6 separate regions of the Mus musculus genome follow, and all the other regions are linked to region 5. The links are chromatin contacts, called in public promoter capture Hi-C maps. All regions are on one chromosome and are shown on one strand. The core of a region is the stretch at or near the end of the contact, and the rest is flanking DNA. Distances in the headings are between cores, read along the strand shown.

Region 1 (2,748 bases), core at 148-2,647, 650 kb after region 5:
TCAAAGGGACATAAAATGGAGAAATATGTAACATTTAGTGATGCTGTAAAGTTCCCCAAAGTGATCTTCTTGGCATTCTGCATTAGCTATACCAAACAAAATCTCAGCATAGTTTTCTTTGGAATTGACAGTCTTTGAGACAAATGACAAAAAATAAAAACAAAAACAAAAACAAAATACCAAAACACCACCACCAACAACAAAAAACCCCAAAACCAAAAAACAAAAAAGCCAAATCCATTTTGAAAAAGAACAAGACAACAAGATGGGAGGGCTTGCCATATATGATATCAAGACTCATTGTAAATCTACAGTAATTAAAAATAGAATACAGTCAGGGGCGGTGGTACAAGCCTTTAATCCTAGCACTTGGGAGAAAGAAATATTATTATTACAATTTTGAGGCCAGCCTGGGCTACATTGCAAGATTTTGTTGTCTGAAAACCAAACCAAAGCAAGACAGGATAGCACAACGAGAGGAGAAAGAGAGAGAGAGAGAGAGAGAGAGAGAGAGAGAGAGAGAGAGAGAGAGAGAGCTTAGTTCAGAAACTGAGTCAAGTATGTGATGTGTATGTGTGATTATGACAAATGTTAGCACTACTGGATAGTAGAGACAAAAGAGGCTGTTCAATAAGGAATGGTTTCATAAGGAGGTGATCTCCTTCTGTAGCCCAATCTACACTTGGGACAGGTGCTGAGATTACAGATGTTTACCACTACGCCTGGTCTAGTAATTCTTTGCTTTTTCCATCTATTTTGTGTGCATGATAGTGGTACTGCTGCACATGTGTAGATGTCAGAGGACATTTTGTAGGAGTCCATTCTCTTTTTATGTCTCTTGGGTCCCAGGGAGGATCGACCTCAGTTTGTTGTGGTTGGTGGTTAAGTAGGTTTACTCGAGCAATGACGTTTGTTTTATTTATTTAAAATCTATTTATGATCCTTTTGTGTGTGCTCACGAGCATAAATGTGTCACAGTGCACACGTGGAATTCAGACTCTTATCAAGTCATTTCCTGCCTTCCACCATGTGGATCTCAGGGAGAGAACTCAGGTTGTGAGGCTATCCTGAGTCACATCCCCAGTCGTAGCAATTATGTCTTAACCCTAGGAAGAAGGTATTATCCAAATTCTCACTTTACAGATGAGGCTAGCAAGACACGGGGGAACAGTCATTTTGTACACGTATAAACTTTTATAGCTTGGAAGATGAACGTGTCTTATAAATGAAAATTTTTCTCTGTCCTGTCTCTCAACTCCCCAGCCCATTTCCTTTTTTTTTCCCTTGGAGGAGACCATGGGACTACAAGTGAAAGAACTACAACTTCCAGGAGCCATTACGTAATTCACACCCCGCCTCCAGCGCCGCTGCCTGCGCAACGCTCACTCCTTAGAACTACATTTCCCAATGTTCCTCGCGCGGCACGTGACTCTCTGTCCTCGCCGCGCCGAGAGCAGCGCGGAGAGCTCCAATTTCTCTGATCTGGTCCTAGACCCAGCCCCGGAGTTAGAATTAACTCCACCATGGAGGAGGCTGACCGAATCCTCATCCATTCCTTGCGCCAGGCGGGCACGTAAGTACGCAACCCCCAGTCGCCTCCAATTGCTCACATCCGGGACTCCAAATCCTAGGACCCCCATTACCCGGGAACCTTAAAATGAAGACCTTGACACCCAAAGGCCCAAACTTACAGGATTCCGAAGCCTCTCCTCCTCCTCCCTGCTTACACTCTAACATCATGACTTTCCTAAATACTTTGATGTGGACATTGGGTAAAACCTCGAGGACTCAGACACCTTACAAACTGAGACCTGCATATGCTGGGATCCTGATATCTAGAGGTTCCAGGACACCCACACCAGGAAACTGATAACACAGGAGTCTGGCACCCAGAGTCTCCAGAATTCCTGAGACTGGCAACTTGATCTTCGAACAATAACTCCTGAAACTCCCAGGACTTATCAAAATACCAGGGCCCTACATTCTGACAGTAGCAGCACTTGGTAACACAGGAACACAAAGGATGCACTATTTGAGGGACCTAAAAGTCCTTGATGCCAAAATTTAGGATGCCCGATTTTTTATTTCTATTTATTGACCCTGACATTTGAGACTTCTGAAAACTCCAGCCTCTTCCTATGTAGCTTTCCCAAACCTCGTAGATCTAGGAGGCCTTGCCATGCAAAGAACAATGTCCTGGTGCCCAGAAATATGGAGACTGTGCCACTTGGACCATTTTCACTTTTGCAGATCCCAGAGGTTGGAAACTTTGAAGTGTAGGGGAGTTTGAGACTTTTCTGAATTCAGGTCACCCTCATTCACCGAGGTCTTAGGACTAAGTAAAGGTCATAGTCACCAGCACCCAGGATCTGTTGAAGCCTTGGTTGTTCCCTGCCCCGACCTGGATTCTAGAGCATTCCCTCTCTAGAAGTCTGTACTTTGTTTCCTAACTACTCAAGCCTGGTGCTTTCCTTTTTAGGGCAGTTCCTCCAGAAGTGCAGACTCTGCGAGCTTTCACCACTGAGCTGGTCGTAGAGGCTGTGGTCCGATGCCTTCGAGTGATTAATCCTGATGTGGGCTCTGGCCTCAGTCACTTGCTACCACCAGCCATGTCTGCCCGCTTCCGCCTGGCCATGAGTCTGGCCCAGGCCTGCATGGTGAGTGCCCTCCTCCCAGTGTGCACACTGTCTTCCTTCCTTTTTCACAAAGTCGCCAAGTTCTTTGACACTTGCCTTCTTCTCTGTCCCT
Region 2 (2,877 bases), core at 336-2,835, 560 kb after region 5:
TATCCTTCCAACATCTTCCCCTTCTATCTGCACTGGGGCAGAGCAAAGAGACAGGGTCCACTCACCCTCAATGAGTTCCTTCACAGCCTGGGACAACACACCGTCTGACATCAACACGGTGCTAGTTTCTGAGGATGGCTTAGGGTTCTTGGACAGAGGTTGCCTGCGAGAGCCATTCTGGATCAACGGGATAACCAGCTCCTTGGGGGCTTCTGGAGGGTTCACACTTATGTCGGGAGAGAAAAAAGGTTGGGAAAGTAGACATGTCACAAAGCAGAAATATCAGGCCGGCAGTGGTGACGCATGACTTTAATTCCAGCAGCACTCAGGAGGCAGAAGCAGGAGGATCTCTGAGTTCAAGGCCTGCCCGATCTACAGGGTGAGTTCCAGGACAGCCAGGATGCAGAGGAACCCTGTCTTGACGCCCCCTCCAAAGAAAGAAAGTATAAATATCAAGATAGAAAGGAGGTTAGGAAACAAAGAAAATCAATTTCAATGGCCAGAAAGAAAGAAAGAAAGATCAATGCCCAGTCCTATGGACCATGTTCACAGGTTACTATTCACAGGTCCACTCGTTTTTTTTTTTTTTTTTTTTTTTTTGAGACATCTCACGATTTAGCTCAGGCTGGTCTTATAAACTCTCAGTCAGCCTGGTGCAATCCCCTAGTGCTGGAATTACAACCATGGATCTCTTTAAGTATGTCTTGTGGGAATCAGCCTTAGGCCTTCAACCACAATGGCCTAAAAATCACCATCTTTAGTCCAGATTCTTCCCGGTTCCGGGCCGGCAAGCTGCCTTTTACAAGTCCCCCACTTAGGCCTTTCGGACCTTTGTTTCTTACTTAATTATACTGCTGATGGCCTCCCCAGACTTGAATTTGCCTAGTTCTCCAAATCGGAGAAGCTCCCACAATTTCAGCTGAGACAGGAAGAATCCTGTCATTTTTCCCTCCTTTCCCTTTCTCAAAAGGCACACATACTCAAGTCCCAACGACATTTTTTCTGAGGAATCTATACCTCTGGTTCTCAGGCCCCATTTCACCCACCTAACAAACCTCCCTCTTCTTGCCCTTACATTCTTATGTTCTTCCTGTTTGTTTTTTAGTTGCCCAGGCTAGCGTTCAATTCCTGATCCTCCTGCGCCAGCCTCCCAGGTCCTGACTTATAGGCGTTTGCCGCCACTCCTGGTTACCTCCATAAATTTCCCGAGGCAGTGTTTCAGGCTTTCCAGGCCACTGTCACCAGGACAAACAACTCTTACTCTGCCCTCCTGCTTAAGCCCATTTCACAGATTTCCAAAACGCGAAAGACCCGGCGTTTCACCTCTGCAGCTTCCTCCCTTCCACGGTCGCCAAGAAATCTTTCTCCTCTGGGGCCTGTCTTTCGCTATCTCCGAGGTCTGCCAGTCGCCTCCGGACAGACGTGCGAGTGAACCCGAAAGAAATTGGAGCCATTGACGGGGCAGACGGCGGCGGACTCTCACGGCCCGCCATCTTCGCTCGAGTCACAGGCGAGCGCTCCGCTTGCTGGGAAGTTTAGCTCGAGCCGTGAGGGGCTGGCCGGGAAACGTAAGAATCAATCCCAGCATGCAACGCCTCAAAGACAAGTGCCTTGTAGCCGTGGGAAACAGGAATCAGGGCGCAGAAACTCTTTGAAACGTCATAGGAACGTGCCATACGGCATCCTGGGAAATGTAGTTCTCAGTGGTATAGCCGCTGTGGAAGATTGATTAGGTTATTCCTCGGTATTCAACCGCTATGAATTCAGTTCTAGAGTATCCTATACCCTTTCCCGACATCCTCAGGCACCATGCACGCATGTGATGCACGAACATAAATTCAGGCAAAATGTTTATATACACAAAACAAAATAAATAAAACTCATAATGTGCTTCCACAATGTGAACCTTACTGATAGAGGCTGGAGGCTTCCAGGGCTAGGTCTACTTTAGCAGATGAAAGCAGTAAACCATGGAGACAACAATTACATCAGGCAAATAAAAGTTACATTTACTGCCGGGCAGTGGTGGCGCACACCTTTAATCCCAGCACTTGGGAGGCAGAGGCAGGCGTTCAGGACAGCCAGGGGTACACAGAGAGACCTTGTCTCGAACCCCCCCCCCCAAAAAAAAAAGTTTCATTTACACAAGATGACTTAATGGGTAATAGTGTCTGCTACAAAAGCTGAAGACCTGAGTTCTTGAAGATCCTACATAGTAAAAAGATAGAGTTAGCCACTAGTTGCCTCTGACGGCACCACAAGTGCCATGCTATGCATGAACACATATACATGTAAACATGAACAAATGAATAAAATATGAAAACAAATTTTATCTAATTATATGTAAAGTGAATAACTGTGCAGTGGCTGGTTTTGTGTGTCAACTTGAGACAAGCTGGAGTAGTCAGAGAGGAAGGAGTCTCAGTTGAGGAAATGCTTTTTTTTAAAAAAAGATTTATTTATCTATTATTATCTGTAGCTGTTTTCAGACACTCCAGAAGAGGGAGTCAGATTTCATTATAGATGGTTGTGAGCCACCATGTGGTTCCTGGGATTTGAACTCAGGACCCATTTGGAAGAGTAGTCAATGCTTTTAACCACTGAACCATCTTGCCAGCCCCGAGGAAATGCTTCTATAAAATCCAGCTATAGGGCATTTTCTCAATTAGTGATTAATAGAGGAGGGCCTAGCCCATTTGGGTGGTGTTATCCCTGGGCTGGTGGTCCTGGGTGCTGTAACAAAGCAGGTTGAGCATGCCACAGGGAGCAAGCCAGTAAGCAGTACCCATCCAGGTTCCTGCCGTGTTTGAGTTCTTGTCCTTCAATGATGAACAGTGATGTGAAAGTGTAAGCCAAATAAAACCTTTTCCTCCCCAA
Region 3 (2,776 bases), core at 17-2,516, 880 kb after region 5:
TTTTCATACAGCAGGCCCCCAGACTCTCTCCTCACTGGCAGCTCCAAAGATACCCGCTTTATTCCTACGTGCTGCCCACCCAAGACTCTGCTAAATCTTATGGGTCTCAGACTTTGTAGTTTGGGTTCCTTGCAGCGTAAGGGAGGTGCAACCTGTAGGAACAGCCTTGCAGTGTCTGGTTTCCCCTGCTGGCCTTGGAGTGACTGTTTCTGCCCACAGGCTGCTCAGTATCTGGAGTGCTGTATCTGGAGGCCAGCTGTCAACCAGTCATCCCACCCAGGGCCTTTGGAGCCTGAGTGGGAGGCAAGGAGCCAGCACAGGATGGGCTGATAAGTTTCTCAAAGAGACATGTCCCTTCAGGTGGAGCGGCCTTGGGAGCACTGTTGTCCCTCTAGATCTGGGGTTCAGGCTGGTCCCCAGTAAAGTTTGAGCTTCATCGTTTCTGGGAGAGCAGGAGTTGGACCTAGAGGGGGAGACTGAGACATGTTGGGGGTACGTTCAGCTGCTGGAGGCAGGTTCAGCCGCTGGAATGATGGATGTCGGAGCTCCCGCCTTTATTCTCAAGTACCAGACTGTGAAGGGATATTTTATGGCCTCAGAAACGTTTCTAGACAAGACAACCCTTCGGGCCCCCCGCCCCACAGGCTAGGGGAAGCTGCACCCTTGAGGGCAGTACTAGAGGGGAGGAGACCGCCTAGGGGGTCAGAGCAGCGATTGGAGCGGAGAGCTGGAAGCGCCTTAAAGAGACTGCGCGGTCCCCGCCCCACTTCCCGCCAGCCTCAATGAATTAGAGCTGTGTTTCCCAAACTTGCCTGATCACTAGCAGTTTCTCCGGCCCTAGTTAGAGATCCAGGTTCCGGAGTACCTCCCTTCAAGAGTCTGATTCAGTAGGCCTGCGGGTGGAGCCGAGGAATCTGTAATTTTAACACGCTCCCCCACGTGATTGTCGTGAACCAGCAAGTTTGGGAAATATTGAATTAAAGGAAACGGGGCCTGGCTGCAGAAGCGGCCTCCGCTAGGGGGCTTCGGCGGGAGCATTCCCGGGGGCGTCGCCTGCTTCCGCTGCCGCCTCCTTCAGTGAAAGTCCCTTTTGGGTCCAGCTGCCACAACCACCGCGCTCCCTCAGTCCGGACGGGGACACCCCAGGTCTGCGTGGCCCCCGCGCCACCACGCCCAGTGGCCGCCCGAGCCCCACGAGCAGGGGGAGGAGTCGCAGCCAGTGGAGGCGGAGGAGGCTGGAGGAGGCGGAGACGGCGGAGACGGGAGAGAAGGCATAGAGGAAGGTGGAGGCGGAGAAGGTGGAGGGGAAGGTGGAGGCGGCCGGGAAGGTGGACGCCACCGGGAAGGTGGAGACAGCAGGGAAGGTGGACGCCACCGGGAAGGTGGAGATCGCGGAGGGTCCGGGCCGCGGGGCTGAGCTCAAGCTGGAGCTGGAGCAGGAGCCCGAGCCGGAGCCCGAGCCGGAGCCCGAGCGGGAGCCCGAGCGGGAGCCCGAGCCGGAGCCGGAGCGGGAGCCCGAGCCGGAGCCCCAGCCAGAGCCCGAGCCGGAGCCCGAGCCCGAGCCCCAGCCGGAGCCGGAACCCGAACAGAAGCCGGAGCCCGAGCCGGAGCCCGAACCCGAGCCCTTACAGGAGCCTGAGCCTGAGCCTGAGCCTGAGCCTGAGCCTGAGCCTGAGAGGCAGCCCGAGAAGGAGCCGAAGGATGAGAACCCAGCGCAGAGCGGTGTTGGCGGCAGCGGCGACGAGGTTCCTCCCCCCACCCTTCCCTCCGACCCTCCGCGGCCCCCTGATCCCTCTCCGCGTCGCAGTCGTGCCCCGCGCCGCCGACCCCGGCCCCGGCCCCAGACTAGGCTTCGTACCCCGCCGCAGCCTAGGCCACGGCCCCCACCCCGGCCCCGGCCCCGGCGTGGTCCTGGGGGCGGATGCCTGGATGTGGATTTTGCTGTGGGGCCACCAGGTTGTTCCCACGTGAACAGCTTTAAGGTGGGAGAGAACTGGAGGCAGGAATTGCGGGTTATCTACCAGTGCTTCGTGTGGTGTGGAACCCCAGAGACCAGGAAAAGCAAGGCAAAGTCGTGCGTCTGCCATGTGTGTGGCACCCATTTAAACAGACTCCACTCTTGCCTTTCCTGCGTCTTCTTTGGCTGCTTCACAGAGAAACACATCCACGAGCACGCTGAGACAAAACAGCACAACTTAGCGGTAGATCTTTATTATGGAGGCATATACTGCTTCATGTGTAAAGACTATGTGTATGACATAGACATTGAGCAAATTGCCAAAGAAGAGCAAGGAGAAGCCTTGAAATTACAAGCGTCCACCTCGACAGAGGTTTCTCAGCAACAGTGTTCAGTGCCGGGACTTGGGGAGAAATATCCCACCTGGGAAACGACCAAACCTGAACTAGAACTTCTGGGGCACAACCCACGGAGAAGAAGGATCGCCTCCAGCTTTACCATCGGCTTACGAGGACTAATTAATCTTGGCAACACGTGTTTTATGAACTGCATTGTCCAGGCCTTGACCCACACTCCAATACTGAGAGATTTCTTTCTCTCTGACAGGCACCGGTGTGAAATGCCCAGCCCTGAGTTGTGTCTGGTCTGTGAGATGTCGTCGCTCTTTCGGGAGCTGTATTCTGGAAACCCATCTCCTCATGTGCCCTATAAGTTACTGCACCTGGTGTGGATACACGCTCGTCATCTAGCAGGGTACAGGCAGCAGGATGCCCACGAGTTCCTCATCGCTGCGCTAGATGTCCTGCATAGGCACTGCAA
Region 4 (2,700 bases), core at 140-2,639, 530 kb after region 5:
CCACGCCTGGCTTCCTCCCCATTTTGATACTTTTCTTTGCCAGACTGTAAAAAACAAAAACAAGTGGAGGATACCTCAGAGTATCTGTTTAAACCAAGACCACAGGCAGAACGTATCCCGGCCCATAATGACAAAAAGCCTCATAACAGGCACAAACACCAAGCATGGGGTAATGGGGTAGGGAATATCCCATGGTACCTCCTCCCCCCTCCCAGCCATTCTTAGCTCTAATGTTTGATATGACCTCAAACCTCTCTACAAGCTATTCATCTGCACACCGGCACCCAACTCCACCTGTCAATAAATAGTGGAACAAAAGCTAAGGTTTCAAAAAAAAAAAAAAAAAAAACAAAAAAAAAAAAAAAAAGCTAAGGTTTCCTGCATCTTCACTGCCGTGAATGGCCCATCACCCACAGAACTGCCCTCCTCAAGCCCTTCTAACTTTACCTGGAGGCTTATTCGCCTCCAGGGTATCTCATTTACATCCTCCCATGCAGCATACTTTCCCCAAACCCTTCTCTCATATGACCAACTCTCAAGGCAAAGGCAAGCCTGAGAACCCCCTCCACTCCCTCTACTTAAGTCCTAAAGACCAATCCACACCCTACCCCACACCCGAGGCATTACTCTGACATTCCAAATTCTTCACATGTGACACATTCCATTCCCTATACTGTCTACCCACGACCCCTAAGCTTACACAATGTTACTCATGAGTCCCCTCCCCCTAAAATTTGTCCCTTTTGTCTCCATGCTATCTCTTGAAGGTTCTGCCCTAGGGCACGCTAGCCCCACCCCCTCCCAAAAAAAAAACCCATATCCTGCCTAGGAAAACCTCAACCTACCAATGCTGCTGCTGCTGCTGCTCTGACTCCCTCCCCTAAACATTCCTGCCCTAAAAACCTCGTCCTTTTTTCAAATCCCATCTCTTCCAAGACCTCTCTTCAGGCACACCTATCAGCTAAGATCGCAAATCTACTTTTCTCGCGTAAAACTTGGGTCTTGCTTCTACATGAGCCATACTCTGGAGAGCACTAGCTTCCAAGAGCCCTTTTTAAATCTATGCTCCAAATGCCCACACTAACGAAGAACCCTAATTGAAACGCCTCACCCTCTCCCAAAAGCCATGATCCTTTCCAAGACAGCACCGACTCAAGCCCCCATATCCCCAGCCATCCATCACCTGTCAAGACCTCTAGTAGAAACACCCAACCCATGACCGTGACCAACCCTTGGATCTTGCTCCAGATGCGCGTCACCTCTGCCGACTTGATCACCCCTCCCCGACCCCTGCCCTAGCCGTTGGTGCCGCCTGCGGCACAAATTTCTGACCTCCCGGGCTTTGGTGCCCAGCTCTGCTGTTTACATCAGGTCTTACTTCCGGAGGAGGGAGTCTGTGAACGGAAGTGACTCATTCTGGGCAGAGACTCCAGCCAGGGCTCTTCTCACCCACTTGGCGGACCTGTGGAGCATCCCGAGCAGTAGTAGAGTCCTCCGAGGGAAGTTCCGGAAAAAGAATGAGGGCGGATTAGGGGACTGGAGGCACAAAAGACTGCCCAAAGGCAGGACTGTCTAAGGGAACCCGGGAAAGGGCTTGCCCCCACCCCCAAACGGAAGCGGGCCAAGCATTGAACTCGTTAACTCACGGAGAGATAGAGGGGCAAACCTCCCAGGCTAACGAGTTCTCCGAGTTGGGCTAGAGTGGCTATCAATGTTTGTTTACCTTGTGGCTCTGGGTGCTCCTGGCTGGAATAAAAGATCTTGAAAGTTGAGATCAGCTTGAGTAGGGGAAAGATAAGAGTGGAATTTTACTTTCTTTTCCCCACCCTATTCCTAGCTCTTTACAAAAAGATCCTTTGTTACCGTAAAATGTGAGTGCTCCGGGCGTGATTGCTCACACACCTGTAGTGCTAGTAGTTGGCGAGGGACAGTCGAGGTTGTCTTGGGCTACATGAGGTCCTGTCTTTTTTAACAAAAGCTACAAACAGAGAATGCTTACATGGAAACACAAAAGGCCCCAAATTGCACACTGGAAATATTAGAGTGTTGAGATAAGTGCAATATGCACGACAGTTGTGAGAAATAATAAACGAGTTAGTACTGGCTGTTGAAACAGGATCGGAGGGTTTGTGCCATCCTGAGTTACAAAAAAAAGTCAATAAAAGGGAAAGAAGAATGGGGAACTACCTTGCATTTACCATAATCAGAGCCATAATAGTTAACACTCTGCTTCTGTCTTTACTTATTTTAATTTTTATGTTTTTTTTTATTTTTTTCGAGACAGGGTTTCTCTGTATAGCCCTGGCTGTCCTGGAACTCACTCTGTAGACCAGGCTGGCCTCAAACTCAGAAATCCACCTGCCTCAGCCTCCCAAGTGCTGGGATTAAAGGTGTGCGCCACCACAGCCTGGCCTAAAGACCTTTAGTCTTAATCACCCCTTCCTTTCTATAGTCCCTCCTCTATACTGACCTCCATACTTAATCCTTCTGTTGTAGTTTCCCCTGTTATCCCTTTATATGATTCTATTCTATATCCCATATCCTTAGAAGATTCCCTCCTCCCGGCTACTGTACCATTCTTTAGCTGTGCATCCACAGGCAAGTTGCTGAATCCCACTGAGCCCTGGCTTCCTTACCTATCAAATGTGTTAAACAATAATCACAGCCAACACTCCCTTTCTTTGACTGTTTCCATTTCTC
Region 5 (2,764 bases), core at 85-2,584:
GAAAATGAATTTTTAAAGAACATATACATATTCATACATGCATATATGCTTTAAACTTTTATTCGCCGGGCAGTGGTGGTGCACGCCTTTAATCCCAGCACTTGGGAGGCAAAGACAGGCAGATCTCTGAGTTCGAAGCCAGCCTGATCTACAGAGTGAGTTCCAGGACAGCCAGGGCTATACAGAGAAACCCTGTCTCGAAAAAACAAAAAACAAAAAACAAAAAGAAAGAAAGAAAGGAAGGAAGGAAGGAAGGAAGGAAGGAAGGAAGGAAGGAAGAAAGGAAGAAAGGAAGAAAGGAAGAAAGGAAGAAAGGAAGAAAGAAAGAAAGAAAGAAAGAAAGAAAGAAAGAAAGAAAGAAAGAGAGAGAAGGAAGGAAAAAGGAAAAACAAAAAATACAAAACTTTTATTCATTCATACATGTATTTATTCATTCGTTCGTTCGTCCGTTTATTTATTTATTTATTTATTTATTTATTTATTTATTTGGGGGAGGGGGCGCGTGACAAGTGCGCATGTTGGGGATCAAAGGACAACTTGCAGGAATCAGTCTTCTTCCATCCATGACCTTGTGTATGGGGAATCGAACTTGGGTGGTCAGATTTGGCGGCAAGAGCCTCTACTCAGTGCGTCTCGCAAATCCGTAGACATGCTTTTCAGTGGTGCGGGTGGAGGCGGTGAGGGCAGTGGTGGTGGTTAAAATGTATTAAAAAGTATTTGGAAAATATACAATTAGAAAAGGATGTGCATCCGATTAACACCGTGAATTCTAGATAGGTGATTATCCCTTCTTTTCAGATGAGGAAACTAAAGTTCTAAGGTGGCAAAATTGAAAGCACTTCAGTCAACCGGTAGAAGTAGGATTCAAAATTGCAAATCGTATGCGGTAGCTTCCCGGTAGTAAAATTCAAAATTGCTCGCCGTAGCCTCCAGGTTAGCTTGCTTTCGCAACAGACTTTTCACTTCGCGTGGTCACGCTCCACCCCCTTTGCGTAATTTCCTTTCCCTCCAGACTTAAAGAAAAATGGGCGTGGTCGTGCCCGCTGAATTTTGGGAAATGTAGTACATAGGTTAAATAACCGTCCCGATGTAAAAGGGAAAAGGCGGCCAAGTAAGTTATCTTGTCTGAGTGAGCGGGCGATGGGGGAGGGGTGGAAGTTTCCCACGTCAAGGTCTCTCCGTGTAGCCAGACTAGCCGAGAACTCAGGATCTTGCTCCGGATCGCAGCTATAGGACCCTGGCCTTGAAACAAAGAACAAAGAGCCGGTTCACAAGCCTTGCAAAACTATTGGCCAGACGATGTCAGTTGCATTCTGGGAACTGAAGTTCCTGTGACCGGGATATGTCGACACAAGATGACGAGACTAACGTCATACGTTGTGCTCCGGTCTGGATCTCCGTGGAACTGAACTGTTTTACAAAGCAAACTTTACCGCGTGGCGACAACCTCTAGGCGTGTACGACAGGCCTTCGGGTCCACTCCGAACACCAACTGGAGTCTGTAATTTTCAGTTTGCAAACTGTTCTCGAGGCTGGTGAACAGCCACGCTCTGTATCCAAGAGCTGAGGTAGGTCCTAGGGCACTGATGACTTGAAAGGGACCGAGACTGGAGGCATGCCTGCCCTGTCTCCAACTCGGGATGAGGGGATTCACTCTCGGTACTGCAGCTGCATAGTTCAGTCAAGCCCCGAGAAGCTTGCCTAGAGCAGGGAACTAGATTGTTAGGTGAACTCGAACGGGGTGCAGCATAGAGCTACACAACTGATCTGCTATCTGCTGGGCCGACTTGAAGGGTATTTGGCGGTTCTGATGGGCTGATGGTCTTTGAGGCTCTGCAGATGGTCTTAGGGATGTTACTAAAAGATGGGTCTTGAAGGTATTACACTCGTGGTGCTGTGTCTGCTGGAAAATTAATGAAGGCTAATAATAAAAGTGGTGGCTATTTGGCAGTTTACATAGTAATCGTATTGGTGAGGTTCTGGAGAGAATAACAGGTGCGTAGGCAGAGTGCTAAACTAATGGGGTCAGTGACGAAAGACAAAATAGAAGCTATATGAGTGACAGAGGTAATCTTTGTATTGATGCAAAGGATCCCAAAGGCCACTCGTGTGATCTTTGAGAGGTTGGTTGGAGGGCTGAGTTAATGGAGCTGGTAAATTGGTGTAATGGAGCCCTAACAGGTCATGGTCCTCCAGGCATTAGTGGGGATTAAGGTGGTAGTAACTAATGACTGGAAGCTTAATCTATGATGGAATTGGTGGACTGCAGAGTGGAGAGAGAGAGAGAGAGATTAGGCTATGGGAGATGGAATGAGGTTGTGTCGGGTAATAGGTGTGAAAAGCAAGGACTTAATGGAGGGAGTAGTAGGGTTCTGTGACTCTAAAGATAATGGAAATAACTAGAGACGGTCAGGTGTTGATAGAGATGAAATGGGCAGAGAAAATGGTTGCGAGAGAGATTACTTGTGTAGTGTGTCCGTGACAGTAGTTGGAAGAGAGCAGAGTCAGTAGTGGGTCCTCTGTCAGTTAACTGTGGAGTCTGTGATGTCCCTCAGAGATGGGGACCTAAATGTGATCAGAAAAAGGGCCTGAGAGTTCATGATAAGGTCCTGGGCTTCGGGTTCCATGTGTTGAATGAGCTGACTGTCGTGTGGGACCCATGAACTCAGTTAGCTGTACTTTGTTTTCTTTGACCTGCGCAGGACAGCATCAGCACACACTGTCTGCCAGCAGACTGAGATGGGACGGACATCTAAGGATAAAC
Region 6 (2,805 bases), core at 215-2,714, 600 kb after region 5:
CTGGGAACAGGTCTCTTGGGAATGAGTCAGGGGCGGGGCCCTGGAAAGAACTTTGAGGCTTCTTTCCCAACTGAGCTCTCTGTGGGCGGAGCTCAAGCAATGGGGCGGATCTCTGACAAAGGCTAGGGTCACTTACCTCCAGCCATGCAGCAGGAAGCCTGGGCACTGTTCCCTGCAGGAATTGCAAGGCTGGCCGCGGGCAGGGTCCTCTGCCTCTGGAGGCTGTGGTGGGTGGGAGCAGATGCAAGAAGAAATAAGGTGTGGGAGGAGGGAGGAAGAAGTCAACGCCTGCTACTCCACTCCCAGGCTCACAACCGCAGGCTGGGGCCTGTCTTACTGGGGGCAGCGCTGGGCAGGCTGAGACCGCGCCTGGAGCGCGGGGGAGGAGGAAGCATTCAAATCAGAGGCAGGGCAGCTGAGACTACTTTCCTGTATTCCCTTTCCAGGGAATTCTTCTGTCTGGGCTGGTCTGTCCCTCTTTAGTTCTCAGACAGGTCTGTCAGAGAGAGAGTCCTCTACCTACTAGAGCAGAGACCCTAGTCTGGGCATTCCCTCCCAAGTCTCCCTTCAATATCCAGGGCTCCAGCAGCACTCCAGTCCCACAGGGCAGGCGTCTGAGAACCTCTCCTTTCCCTGGGATCCCTCATGGACTCTGGGCAATGCCATTCCCTCAGAAGTTCTCCCGCCCCTCCCCCAAACCCTGGCTCCATCTCTCCTACCTGAGGACCGCAGGCCATCCCTGCTCCATTCAGAAAGCCCTAGCCCAAGAAATCTTTCTCTTTACCCGTCATAGTTTAGGACTACTCTCTTTTTTGGTCCAGATTCCACCTTTCTTGGTTAAAGATCTTTCAAAACAAGAGAGACACCATCCTATCTAGGAGGTCAGCTTCCAGACTCCGATGGAAACCTGAAATTCTTCTGATCCTAAATCTTAGTTCATTGACTCTTGGTACCCAGGGATGAAGGACCCCCACTTTCACTCTACAGTCCTTCAATGTATGAGGTCCCTTAATCAGACACTCAGGATACCCCACTCTTGCTCAACCTCAAATCTCAAGCCCCTATTCTTTTCACCTTTCAGATTAATTCACAGATAAGGGGGGCATCCCCAGATTGCAACAGTGATAAAAGTATGAGGCGTGTTAGGGGCTTGAGCCACCATATCTACACGTTTTTGCATCCAGGATTCTACTTCAGTCTCTGTGCCCCAGTCTGGGAAAGCTGGGGAAGGGAGTTCCCAGATCCTCCCTTAGGGTGCCTCCCCTCTGTCCCGGTGCCCTGCCCCCCTCGCCTGGATCTTAGTTTACCCCTGACCCCCACCACTGTCCTGAGCCCTGCTCACCGCACGCCCAGAGCGGCGCCTCCGGGACCCACGCGCGAACATGGCGCGCCCAGACAGATTCAAGCACGGCTGGTTCCGACGAATGGAGTCGGCTGCCACGGCGCGTCGGGCCTGGCAGCTCTGTTCCGTAAACTTGACTTAGTGGGAGGAGCACGCTTTCTAGGGCCCGCCCCACGGCCTGTGTAGTGTCTCAGTCACCCTGGTGTCCCCTATCTAAAGGTGAGTGCCTTGCTGGAAAGCCCATTATTGGCGTTCATCCCAGGGCTAGAGCCGGAGCAGACTGTCAGAAGGCTGAGCCTTCAGTATCCCTCGGTGCCGCATGGCCTTTAGTGTTGGAAAGCCGGAAGCAAACGGTTTGGATGTGGAGACATGGTGAGAGTGTTACACTAGAGTGCTTGTTTCTAAGAATAGGGTCTTGAAAGCTTTGGGGGACAGGGGTCAAAGCCACCTCTTGGTCCCTTCCCAGGTTCTCTTTTCCCGGGGTGAGCGTTACAAGGACCATCCCAACTTCATCTTCAGTGGTAGCTGGTGTTCTGTGGCGCTCAGCATCCTGCTAGATCTGTTCCATTTTGGTACCAGCATAGTGGGGTATTCCTGTGACAACCTGACCATGTTTGGGGGAGGACTGTGGAAGGACTTTGGAACTTTGAGCTAGAAGATCCATTCGGTGTTAAAAGCTCTGTGGGATGTTGTGTAGGAGGCTGGAAGATAATGTTGAGAACAGTGCAGAAGATGGAGGTCTGGCTTGTGAAATTCCAGAGAAGATTAAAGACTCTTTTCAGGGCCATTGCTGTTTTGATTGTGAAGATTCTGTGGTTTTAGTTAGTTGGGGCTGAAGAATCAGCTGTGATTAACAAGATACCAGAACTATTAAAGGGAAAACTTTGAAGCCGGGAGTGGTGGCACACGCCTTTAATCCCAGCACTTGGGAGGCAGAGGCAGGTGGATCTCTGAGTTCGAGGCCAGCCTGCTCTACAAAGTGAGGTCCAGGACAGCCAGGGCTATACAGAGAAACCCTGTCTCGAAAAAAACAAAACAAAAACAAAACAAAGAGAAAACTTTGCATTACTGGGACTACTGATGCTGGTTAGCTGGAGCTAAGAAATTAGCCGTGATTAAGAAGAGACCAGCATCACTGAGGTGAAATCTTCTGGGAAGTGTTTTCTGAGAGCACAAAGAGGCTGTGTTCCAGAGATAGCCAAGGTTGTACCTTGTGCTGTGGCTGGACTTGGTAATGTGTAAGAGTCACCCAGGTGGCACTGGTTTTGTAGGCATGAAGGGGTCACGCAGAGCAGCTGAGGCTCGGCACTGAGAGAGGCCATGGGGCCAGTGGTGAAGGTGCAGCCTCAGTTGCAACTGATGGCCCAGGACAGAAGGGGTCATGCAAAGGAGTTGAGGCTTGGCACCATGAAGAGAGCCTATGAGAGGCTGTTGGTGAAGCCTAGTTACAGCAGAAGACAGTA

Evidence for each region. Promoter capture Hi-C pulls out the DNA fragments that hold promoters and counts their contacts. Capture Hi-C pulls out chosen DNA fragments and counts their contacts.
Region 1: a contact with region 5 is called in a promoter capture Hi-C map of erythroid cells, with 22 times the contacts expected there. The contact joins the promoter of Ccdc22 here to the promoter of Ftsj1 in region 5. A contact is called at or near these places in 4 of 39 promoter capture datasets (erythroid cells, liver and pre-B cells) and 1 of 9 other capture datasets (adipose tissue).
Region 2: a contact with region 5 is called in a promoter capture Hi-C map of pre-B cells, with 4 times the contacts expected there. The contact joins the promoter of Gpkow here to the promoter of Ftsj1 in region 5. A contact is called at or near these places in 3 of 39 promoter capture datasets (liver and pre-B cells), 1 of 115 datasets of contacts at active chromatin or transcription factors (memory CD8 T cells) and 1 of 9 other capture datasets (liver).
Region 3: a promoter capture Hi-C map of adipose tissue shows a contact between it and region 5, with 4 times the contacts expected there. The contact joins the promoter of Usp27x here to the promoter of Ftsj1 in region 5. A contact is called at or near these places in 2 of 9 other capture datasets (adipose tissue and liver).
Region 4: a promoter capture Hi-C map of pre-B cells shows a contact between it and region 5, with 5 times the contacts expected there. The contact joins the promoter of Wdr45 here to the promoter of Ftsj1 in region 5. A contact is called at or near these places in 7 of 39 promoter capture datasets (3T3-L1-derived adipocytes, embryonic stem cells, hematopoietic stem and progenitor cells and 3 more) and 1 of 115 datasets of contacts at active chromatin or transcription factors (embryonic stem cells).
Region 6: a promoter capture Hi-C map of liver shows a contact between it and region 5, with 2.3 times the contacts expected there. The contact joins the promoter of Prickle3 here to the promoter of Ftsj1 in region 5. A contact is called at or near these places in 2 of 39 promoter capture datasets (liver and pre-B cells).

The regions. Positions count from the first base shown.
Region 1 is chrX:7,604,069-7,606,816 of GRCm38.p6, reverse strand. Ccdc22 (coiled-coil domain containing 22) reads left to right here and starts at 1,397. Exons shown (of 17, transcript NM_138603.3): 1 at 1,397-1,573; 2 at 2,480-2,657. The coding sequence starts at 1,524.
Region 2 is chrX:7,695,842-7,698,718 of GRCm38.p6, reverse strand. Gpkow (G patch domain and KOW motifs) reads right to left here and starts at 1,585. Exons shown (of 11, transcript NM_173747.3): 1 at 1,324-1,585; 2 at 66-226. The coding sequence starts at 1,493.
Region 3 is chrX:7,374,320-7,377,095 of GRCm38.p6, reverse strand. Usp27x (ubiquitin specific peptidase 27, X chromosome) reads left to right here and starts at 1,266. Exons shown (of 1, transcript NM_019461.4): 1 at 1,266-2,776. The coding sequence starts at 2,235. Gm14379 (predicted gene 14379) reads right to left here and starts at 1,171. Exons shown (of 2, transcript NR_026741.1): 1 at 813-1,171; 2 at 1-572.
Region 4 is chrX:7,720,909-7,723,608 of GRCm38.p6, reverse strand. Wdr45 (WD repeat domain 45) reads right to left here and starts at 1,389. Exons shown (of 11, transcript NM_001290792.1): 1 at 1,231-1,389.
Region 5 is chrX:8,250,976-8,253,739 of GRCm38.p6, reverse strand. Ftsj1 (FtsJ RNA methyltransferase homolog 1 (E. coli)) reads left to right here and starts at 1,334. Exons shown (of 13, transcript NM_001290430.1): 1 at 1,334-1,568; 2 at 2,703-2,764. The coding sequence starts at 2,740.
Region 6 is chrX:7,656,038-7,658,842 of GRCm38.p6, reverse strand. It overlaps Prickle3 (prickle planar cell polarity protein 3), which reads right to left and starts at 1,464. Exons shown (of 9, transcript NM_001290624.1): 1 at 1,343-1,464; 2 at 137-222. The coding sequence starts at 1,384.